Regions from separate parts of the Mus musculus genome. Here region 2 is linked to region 1. The links are chromatin contacts, called in public promoter capture Hi-C maps. All regions are on one chromosome and are shown on one strand. Each heading gives the region's core, a stretch centred on a gene start, on an enhancer-like site or on the middle of the called end of the contact. The rest is flanking DNA. Distances are from core to core; before and after follow the strand shown. Region 1 overlaps Ncoa3 (nuclear receptor coactivator 3). Region 2 overlaps Stau1 (staufen double-stranded RNA binding protein 1).

Evidence for each region. Capture Hi-C pulls out chosen DNA fragments and counts their contacts.
Region 2: a contact with region 1 is called in a promoter capture Hi-C map of adipose tissue. The contact joins two enhancer-like sites. A contact is called at or near these places in 3 of 9 other capture datasets (adipose tissue, embryonic stem cells and liver).

The regions. Positions count from the first base shown.
Region 1 is chr2:166,070,658-166,075,560 of GRCm38.p6, forward strand. It overlaps Ncoa3 (nuclear receptor coactivator 3), which reads left to right. Exons shown (of 23, transcript NM_008679.3): 23 at 1-2,585. Sulf2 (sulfatase 2) reads right to left here. Exons shown (of 21, transcript NM_028072.5): 20 at 4,838-4,891; 21 at 3,242-4,161. The coding sequence ends at 4,131. Among named protein-coding and RNA genes, the nearest start is that of Gm52534, 47 kb to the right of the region's middle. Within about 2 kb of position 2,589, at least 25 of the 459 cell types and tissues checked have an H3K27ac peak or open chromatin away from gene starts, as enhancers often do. A contact at or near this core is called in adipose tissue, where this site is marked.
Region 2 is chr2:166,974,500-166,979,402 of GRCm38.p6, forward strand. The region is part of intron 1 of Stau1 (staufen double-stranded RNA binding protein 1); the gene reads right to left. Among named protein-coding and RNA genes, the nearest start is that of Stau1, 19 kb to the right of the region's middle. Within about 2 kb of position 1,957, at least 77 of the 459 cell types and tissues checked have an H3K27ac peak or open chromatin away from gene starts, as enhancers often do. A contact at or near this core is called in adipose tissue, where this site is marked.

The DNA of each region.
Region 1 (4,903 bases), core at 1,339-3,838:
ATGTTAAATGGCTTTGAAGAAGGGAAGATGAGATGGCAATATTGAATTTTCCCGCCCCAATGTGCAGCCAAGCGCACTTTACTGAGGAAGTCACGGAGAAATGCAATATTCCTGAGGGCGTGAGGAATGGTGAACCACATTCCTGCTTTCTGTCTGCACTAATCTGTTAGGACAAGAACACGATTGTCGTTTGTTTGTTTGTTGTTTCTTTCAAGTACTGGCGTCACCCTTTGCCTATATGGTGGAGCAATAATGCTTTGAAATAAACTTGTGAAACCCAAGGCCAGGTCCTGCACTCTGAGTCAGAAGCGAGCAGTGCTTCTGTGGACACACTTCCTTCCCTTTGTAAATAGGATCTTTAAGATATTGTATTATGTGAAAATATGTACATACCTTTTTTGTAGGCCACAGCAGCTCATTTTTACAGAGTTTGTGAAGCTAAATATTTAACATTGTTGATTTCTGTAAGCTCCACGCAGTGAGGTTACAGGCAGCGGAGACATCTGGAAGGCCCAGCCTGGGGCAGGGCAGCCTGCAGCTCCCCTCGTGTTACAGGCCTCACTCTTTAAAAAGGCTTTTTAAAGGGATCATTTGTTTAGATGTAGGCATTTAAATTTTTTAAAAATTTTCTTTACCAGAGAACTACGCACTTTGTTAATTTGTGGGGAAAGAATAGATATGGGGAAATGAGCTTTAAACGAAAACAGAAAACCGCCAAGAGTCTAAAAACAAAACCGAAGCAAATTGATTTTAAAAAGAATCTTGTGTTTTTTAAGCAGTCCATAAATTAAATGATAATAATTTTGGAAAACTGTAGCCCACTCATCATTTTAGGATCGATGTCTGTTACTAGGACCTGAGCCCCACATTTAGGTCAAAGGCCCCGGGCCCTTGCTGTGTGTGGTCTGGTGTCTGCCCAGTTCTCCTCTGGTTCAGCTCATAGGGTCTCTTACTACCTCTCCGCATCAGGGTGCTGAGCTCAGAACCAGGCCTGCCAGTGCCACTGAGTGAGAGTGACACCTTGGCACATGCCAGCCCCTCCTGCCACCTCTCTGCCTCCTCTTGGCACCTGTCCTCGTCAGTGTGAAGTAGGGAAACCAAGTGTAATGCCTTTATTTGGGTCCTTAGGTTCAAACAGTTAGATGGCATTAGGTTAGTAAACCATCTGTAGCTTTGTTTCTCCACCAGCCCTGGTGTCATTGTCCGAGATCCAGTCAATGTTTAAGAGTCACACGTTTAGCCAGTTGTCCTCCACCCCCAACCACCTCCCCCCGCCCCCCCCCCCCCCAAGGGAGCACAGCTTCATTCTCTGAACTCTCTGTGAGTGAAGCTCACATTTCCAGAAGCACCTGTGGATGGACTTGGCTTCTCAACGTGCTTTGGTCATGATCAGCTCACTGTCCTCGTTTCCATTGTGTGCTGTGTTTTGCCGCTGACACCCGATCTGGCTGGGCGCGGTGAGCCCGCCATGCTTAGGTGTAGGCCACAGTGGTGCTCTTCCCTTAACTTGGAGAGACCTTGATTCTGCCCTCAGCACCCCAGCTCCAGGCCAACTGGTTGGTACCCCCTTTTTATATGGGGAGACAAATGAAGTTTATTATGTTTTTATATTTTCTACTTACTGATTTTTATTGGTGCCAGTTCAAAATTCGGATTTCCTTTTAATAGCCTCTCAGATAATTTGTTGTTTTTACCTGAATTGTCCTTAAATCTTTTTTGGGTCATTCTCTTTGTACTCTTCTTGCCTACCTCGCCTCCACTCCTCCCTGGCCCCTCTTTAAACCTAGGTGTCCTTGGGGCAAATGGTATAAAAGTATTCTTTTCATCTGCTTTTATGATGTGGGGACATTTCCAGTACCTACCTTTTTTTTTTTTTTTTTTTTTTTTTTGCTGAATCCAAAGATATATAAATAAAAATGTATTTTATGAAGATCCAAATGATATTAAGGCAACATGTTTCTTCAAAAATAAATGAAGCTGTACTGTTGCTGTTGGTATCAGAACGCTTTCTCTCTAAACTGTGCCCCTGTCATTAACAGGCCTACCCGGTTCATCAGCATTAGATGCTGAGGTGGGTCGGGGCCAGAGGCAGTGGGTACTAGGGCACATAATTGGCTTGATTCAGGGGTAGGTGCAGCTGGACTGTGCAGAGAGTTTCCAGTTTACAACACGCCAGTCCAGTCCCTTTCTATCTGCAGTAGAGTGTTACCAGGAGCAGACCTCTAGGTGAGCTCGAATCTGGCCCTGCCATGAAGCAACAGGTGTGTTTACCTCCAGTGCAGGCGATTAAAAACAGGGCGGTGTTTTGTTTTTCTCTTGCCTCCTCCCTTTTTCTCTTCTTTTGAAAATAAGGAGTTCTGAAGAAGACGGAAATGTCACTCCAAGAGCAGTAAATTCTCAGGAACTGACCGACACCACTGAGAACACATTTGGGGTTAATCACATTTATATAAGTGTCACTTAAGATGGTGTCATTCTTTACACCGCAAGGAATGGAAACCATTCGGTGACTCAGTTGGGTGAGCTTTGGATGCCTTGCCGACTGTCTGGATGCTCTTGTAAATAAAGGTTTCTATTTAAGCCTCCGCCTCCGCATGCTTTTCCTCTCTCCACACCCAGGGCAGGGGTGAAAGCGGGATAAGGAGTGAGGAGGACACTGTGTCTGCGAGGTCGGAACAGTTCGTTCTCCTGGGAGCCTGGAAAACTGTGGGATAGTTTAGACCAGTGGTTCTCCAGCATCCCTATTGCTGCAACCCTTTAATTATGTTCCTCATACTGTGGGGCTCCCCAGCCACCGGTCTGCTACTGTTGCTACTTCTTAGCTGTGACTTCGTTACTGTTGTGAACTGTAACATTTAAATGTGCTCTCTGATGGCCTTAGGGACCCCTGTGAAAGGGTCGTTGGAGCCCCAGCTTGAAAACTGCTGGTTTAGAGAAATGTGAGCCCCCTCTGCTGAGTCGGGTTGGGCTGACATTTCCACCCCCACCTCCGAAGCTCTGACAGCTGCTTTCTGGCAGCCATATTGACCAGGTTACCCTACCTGGATGAACAAAGGGTTGGTGCAGTTGGATGCTTTGCTTCACAGATCGATGCCCCAAAGCTGGTGAGACTTACCTATGAGGTCCCTTGAATCGGAGAGGTTTACTATTAATGTATTACCCTCTGCTTCTCCAACCCTCAGCTGAAGGTCGACAACATCTTGAGTGCTTCAAGAAAAAAATGATAATAATAAAGAGCAAAAAAGTCCCAAGATAGCCTTTTACAAAAATTCAAAGATTTTTTTTTTCATACCAATAGCTAGACATTGGCTGGGGGCAGGAACACTGTAAGATGGTACTTATACTACAAAACTTTACAAATACAATGTCATTAAAACACAGGACACACATCAACTTGGGGTTTCGGTACCTTAGAAAAACATCAGTTCTGGGATGGATAACAAAGGAACGAATCCCGGGCAGGAATAAATGTCTGAAAGCTCAAGGGATTATCCTTGATCCTAGCCACAGCGTTTATTGACACCGCGACTCTTGAAAAGCGGGATTTCATATTAGTGAGATTCCCCTACAATTCCCTGTGTTGGTTACGTGTGAGCGGTCATGTATGTGGTGAAGGCAGCTTCTGAGCCAGCCAGGTCAACCAGCCTGGTGAATGGTACTGTTTTGTGCTATAGACTTTGTCAAGACTGTGAGGTTGACAGCACCTGGGATGTCCGTGCTTTCTCCAAAGAGTAAGAAGGTTAAAACAAGCTTGCTTCCCTAGATGACTGGGGGAGGGGTGCAGGGGAGGAGTGGGCGAATCCCAGCAATTTCCATCTCTGGAGGAAGTGTCCATGGAAATTAGTTCCTTTGTCTTTGTGAGCCTCTGAAAGGGTGAGCAGAGACTCCAGGTGTGAGCACGCATCCCAGAGCAGCCAGTGAGGTTTGATCCAGAGCAAAGCAGGGCAAAGAAACTGAGCATCGGAAAGTCCAGGCGCTGTCCTCCAGGATTTCCTGTCCCAAGAGCAGGCCCTGCCTTCTGTCAGGTCTCCCAGTTCCAACATTCATCTTCTGGGAATCGGGTGTTTTTTGCATGGCCTGGGCAGCCACACGAGGCCCCTGGTTTTGGAGGTTCCTCTCTCTATGGCCGCTTAGCCTTCCCAACCTTCCCATAGCTGTCCCCTGCAGAACAAAGTGCACATCAGCCTGTGATTACAGTGTTATCTGGATTTAAGTCAGCCCCACACTGCAAGCGTTGCCTCAAGGATGTGGCTGATGCAAAGGAGTACTTAGGCCGTAAGGAAAAGAACTGCTCTTTTGAGAGAATCTGGCAAAGAATTTGGACCCCTTGGGGAACGATTGGCTCTTCTCCCCACCCCACCCCCTAACCCCCTTAGACATGAGGTCAAGTGCAGGTTGCTGCAGTCTGCACATGGCCCTTGACAGCCATTCTGCTGAGAGGGACACACCCTGTCAGCGCTTCTGCAGCCACATCCTTCAAGGTGTCTGTCACCTGTAGTACTTCTCAGCGCTACATAATAGCTCAAGCCCCCAGACTTACAGAGAGAACAGCAACTTATGATTGGCGTTAATTTGAAATATGAAATGTATTCACATTATCTTATAGGAAAAGCAGCTATGACTTTATACCATCTTAGCAGGGGAGGAGAGGGTAATAAAGATAGACCCAGCCCTGGAAAGGAGACACTTAAGGCTGGGGTGGAGTTTGGTGTAGAGCTCTTAGCATGATCAATTCCTGGCTTCAATGCCAGTACTAAGAACAACCAGACAATAGCAGCAACAAAACTAGCAAGTCAGAACCAGCTCTGCTCGTCTGCAAACTGGTTCTTCAACTCACAGTGATTTGGAAGAAGGTCTCTTCATTTCTGGCCATTTTCGACGCTGAAACTGCCTACATTTTCAG
Region 2 (4,903 bases), core at 707-3,206, 900 kb after region 1:
CAGTATCTGGCTCCAGAGAGAGCAGCAGACGCAACCGGAACTCACACTTCAATGTGGGACACGGCTACTCAACAAAAATGAACAACTTACAGATAAACAGCTTTCAGTGTAGCTAAGTCAGTGCTACAAAATCTAAAGATCTACCTAAAAGTAGTGAGAGAAAGGAAAAAAGCTAAACTGTAGAGGGGGTAAAGTGACTGCTGAGTGCAGTCAATTCTGGCACTCTCTCAGGTAACAAAGCCACATGTGCAACATGTATTACACTGTCAGTTACAAGGCTTAGGGCTCCTTCGTAGGTTTGCCATGTCCTGGCCTGCAGATCCTTCAGTGACTTAATGACTTACAATATCCATGCGATATGTGTTCATTTTGCACAGAGAACTGGCAATATGTCATGCTTATTAACATTTATAGGACATGGTAATGGCCTCTGGCCTCGAGTCTGTGAGAAGCTGAAAGCAACCTGGAGAGTGACACCAGGAACTGCTGCTGTTAAAGGCAGCAGACTGAGGAGACAAACTTTCCCCTCACTTGACTGACAGGAGGGATTTCTCACTGTTGCTGGTTCTTTCTCCTAATTAGAACAAAGCAGGGATCTGTTTGAGTAAGGTTTATTAGGAGCTTCATCTAATTACAGACTCTAAGCCAGAAAACCACTGCATCAACCACATTCTCGAGTGACTTGAATAGACCCTGTCCTGCCCTGGGACCATGTCAGTGCCAGTGGTGGGCACAGGAGCCCAGCACGCTGCAGAGAGGCAAGCTGCTGGGAACGACAACACGGCTCTCACACAAGATTCCTGCTTAGCTTTGTTTGGTTTTTGTGCTTTCTTAGGATAGAGTTTCTCTGTGTAGCCCTGGCTGTCCTGGAACTCACTCTGTAGACCAGGCTGGCCTCACTCGACTCAGGAATCCGCCCGCCTCTGCTTCCCAAGTGCTGGGATTAAAAGTATATGTCACCACTGCCAGCTTCTTATTTTTTAACTTAGAAGAAACTACAAAGCCAAATTTCTTTTTTAAGTCAAAAGTGGGGGGCAGGGTGGACTGGAGGGGCTCAGCAGTCACCAGACTCCTGGTTTGTGCTGAGGACCTGGATTCTATTCCCAGTGCCCACATGGCAGCTCAAAACCACTGCAACCACAGGTCCAGGAGATCCAGCACCCTCTTCTGGCCTCCACAGACACCAGGCATGCATGGGGTGTATATAAGCAAGATACACTCATCACATAAAACAATTTAAAAATAAAAATCAGATGTGGTGGCTCAGAGGCGGATAATCTCTGTGAGATTCAGGCCAGCTGGTCCACACAACTGGCCTAGGACCAGACAACCAAAGCTACAGAAACCCTATACCCAAAACAGCAGCAACGGCAACAAAAATCAAAAGGTGGGGGTCTGGAGAGTTGGCTCAGTGACTAACAGCACTTGCTTCTCTTCCATACGAATGGGTTTGTTGCCCAGCACCCACATGGAGCTCACAGCCATGTGTAACTCCAGTTCCATGGGATCTAGTGTCTAATTCTGACTTCCAAGGGCACTGCACACACATGGCACACAAACATACATACAGGCGAGACTCACAGTAGAACAATTCTATACAAATTCACGGCCATCTATCAAAAAGCAGAGGAAGTTTTAAGGAGGTTAAAAGTACTTTGAATAAAACAGTATCAATGAAGGCTAGAAATGACAGTGTTTATGGAAACAGGCAACCAGGCAGGCCTCCAGCATGTACTGGCAAATTAACCGTTCCCAGGCAGGGTAACCCTCATTGCCTTTTACCATCAGGCCTCTCCCATGGACAAACCAGAGCAAGCAAGTTACTTGAAAAGTCTGACATATTTTCTCTCAAAGAGATACAAAGTCCCAAAGAAGCACCACAGTGAGTGGCTCAAATGACCTCACTCTCGCCCCAGTCCCCATTGTGGCAGGTTGTGCCATCTTGTTTGCTTTGGGGCAAAAACAGAGGCTACCATCCTCAATGCAGAGCTCTCAGCAGACAAGCTGCCAGTGTGGACACAAAAGTCTGCAAGGGTGCCGAAGTCAGCTGAGCCTTGTTCCCTTTTTTTTCTTCAGCTACCAATTGAGAAAGATGTCCCTCTCTCCCTGGCTCCCTCCTCCCATTCTTACTAAAGTTTGTCTGGAGTGGTTTACTCACTGACAAGAACAAGTCAGTTTATTCCTCCTAACTTCCAACTGCAGCCATCGGTCACAAGCAGAAAAGGAGCTAAAACAAAGTCCATGCTAACAGGGTCACAGCGGCAGAGCCTAAGGCAGAATGAGTACCTAAAATTAGAGAGGGTGGGGCCCAAAAGGATCCTTTCTGGCTCCTGCTCTGTAAAGCAGACCCACTAACATTTCTAGCTCCGGTCATAAATATGTGAGGACTTTAGAGGCTCACAGTAAAACAGGCTTTCATTGAGCCTACCCACAAAATTCTAGTCTCAAATAGCTCAAAGACTGGTTGAAATAAGCAGCTAAAATGTGAAAGTAGGGAGAGAGACTTGGAGGAGACCAGGAGCAGGGGGCAGCAATTGGGATGTAAAATGAAAAAGTAAATTAATGGAAAAAACAAAAACTGACCAAAAAGTGTAGGGGCTGGGAAGGTGGCGTAGTGAGCAGTGCTTGCAAACATCAACACCCGAATCTGATCCCCAGCACCCACAAAAAAAGAAAAAAAGAAAAGAGAAGAAAAATAAGAAAATCAAGGGCAGTGGCGGTTTATAATCCCAGGCAGGAGGAACCCTGGGGTTTGCTGACCAGACTGTCTAGCCAAACCAGCAACCTCCAGGTTCAAAAAGAGAGCCTGTCTCAAAAAATAAGGTACACTGTAAGAGGAAGACACCAATTATCAAACTCTGCCTGTCCACCACTGCCCCTCAGTGACACAGGATGTGTGTGGGGGACATAACAAGACTATTTGAGAAGCTTTAAATTCTCACATGAGCAACACTAAAATTTACCAGGCAAGAGGCCAGGGATGAAATAAAGATGCACTTGCTGAGCATAACAGAGCACTCTAGATGTAGTCCTAGGCCCAGCAAAAAATAAAATAAATTTTTAAATAATAAAAGACACCAAGCAGTACTGATTCGCCAGTTTTTCTTTATCACTTGCTAACATAACCCTAGATGTCATGTTAGGAGAGAATGGGAGGCAGTGAGAACAGTTTCCTTCCTCCAGGACCATCTGCCAGTGTGGGGTTATTTCCAGTTGCCACATGTGGGCAATGCAGGGGGCCTTATATATCTAGAAAACAGAGGAACCAGGGCCACCGGAACAAACATCACAGTTGTAAATGTGGAAAAGCACCATGTACTCAGTCGCTCAGAGAGGAAAGCTCTCCACTATTGGCATGTCAGGTTCAAAGCAGCCCTAGGGACCATGAAATTCCAACTGCTACTTCTGAGTATGACTACAGCTAAGAATCTTCCAGACAAAACGCCTCCTTTCAGGATTGCTTCTTACCACAGATGTGAAGGCCTCATGAGAAATCAAACTGTGTGTCACTCAAAAAATAGAGTGCGATGGCTGAAAGCTTGAACACAGGAATCCTCAGGCCTCACTGGACCCCTCTGCATGTTAGGGTCGACATCTCCTCTGTCCTCTAGCACACGCTACTTTAGAGTCCAGTTCAAGGGAATAAATATGCTGGCCTTCCTCTCAGGCTGCCATTTACTGACATAGAAGCACAACAACAGAGAGAAATGAGATGGGGAGCAAGGGACGACTAAAAACACCTAGGCATCAGCTTGCTGACACAAGTCTCTTTATAAAAACTGCCAGGTGTAGTGGACACTCCTTTACCCTGAGCACTGGGCTGGCAGAGGCAGGAGGATCTCTCTTCAGGCCATTCTGGTCTAGACATGATAAGGTTCTGGGTCAGCCAGGGCAACATAGAGACTCTGTCTCAAAAAACAAAAATAAATAAATAAAGTCTCAAGCAGCCTTACTGAGCAAAAAAAAAAAAAAATGACACATGCCCATACTTTCAGGGTGTGGTGGTGCACGCCTTTAATCCCAGCACTTGGGAGGCAGAGGCAGGCGGATTTCTGAGTTCCAGGACAGCCATGACTACACAGAGAAACCCTGTCTCGAAGAAGAAAAAAAAAAAAAGAAAAGAAAAAAAAAGAAAAAAAAATTTTAATTACACATGATTTGCTACTAAGTGGCTAAGTGTAAATGTGTTCCTCACTCAGCAGTAAACCCAAAAATCCTGGTGACACTGAGGACTCCTGAACAATTCAATACACAAGGAGACAGAGTCCTCAGGCAGCCAGAATTATCTGGCTTTCTTACTGACAAATTCAATTTCAAAGTCTTACCAGTATACAACTTAAGGACTTTGTCTTGGTTTGGCAGGTTGGTTGTTTGCGTTTATTTTTTTGTTTTTTGTTTTTTGAGACAGGGTTTATCTGTGTAGCTCTGGCTGTCCTGGAGCTTGTTCTGTAGACCAGGCTGGCCTACAATTCACAGAAGTCAGCCTGCCTCTGCTTCCTGAGTGTTGGGATAAAGGTTTTCACCACCACACCAGGCTCTTGTTTTGTTTGTTAAAACAAAGACTCACTATATAGTCAAGGCTTGTCTTGTAATGATCCTGCCTTCATGATCAGATAAGCACTTATAAATAAATAGCAGAGTGTGTGTGTGTGTACACGCGTGCATGTGTGCACATGGGCTCCAGGCATACATATACAACAGCATGTATGTTGGGGTCAGGGGATTAACTTGCAAGAATGGGTTCTCTCTTTCTATCATGGGATTCAGGAACTGAAATCAGGTCACCAGGCTTGCCCAGTAAGCACTTTTTTTTTTAAGATTTATTTATTATTATATCTAAGAACACTGTAGCTGTCTTCAGATGCACTGGGAGAGGGCACCAGATCTCATTTTGGGTGGTTGT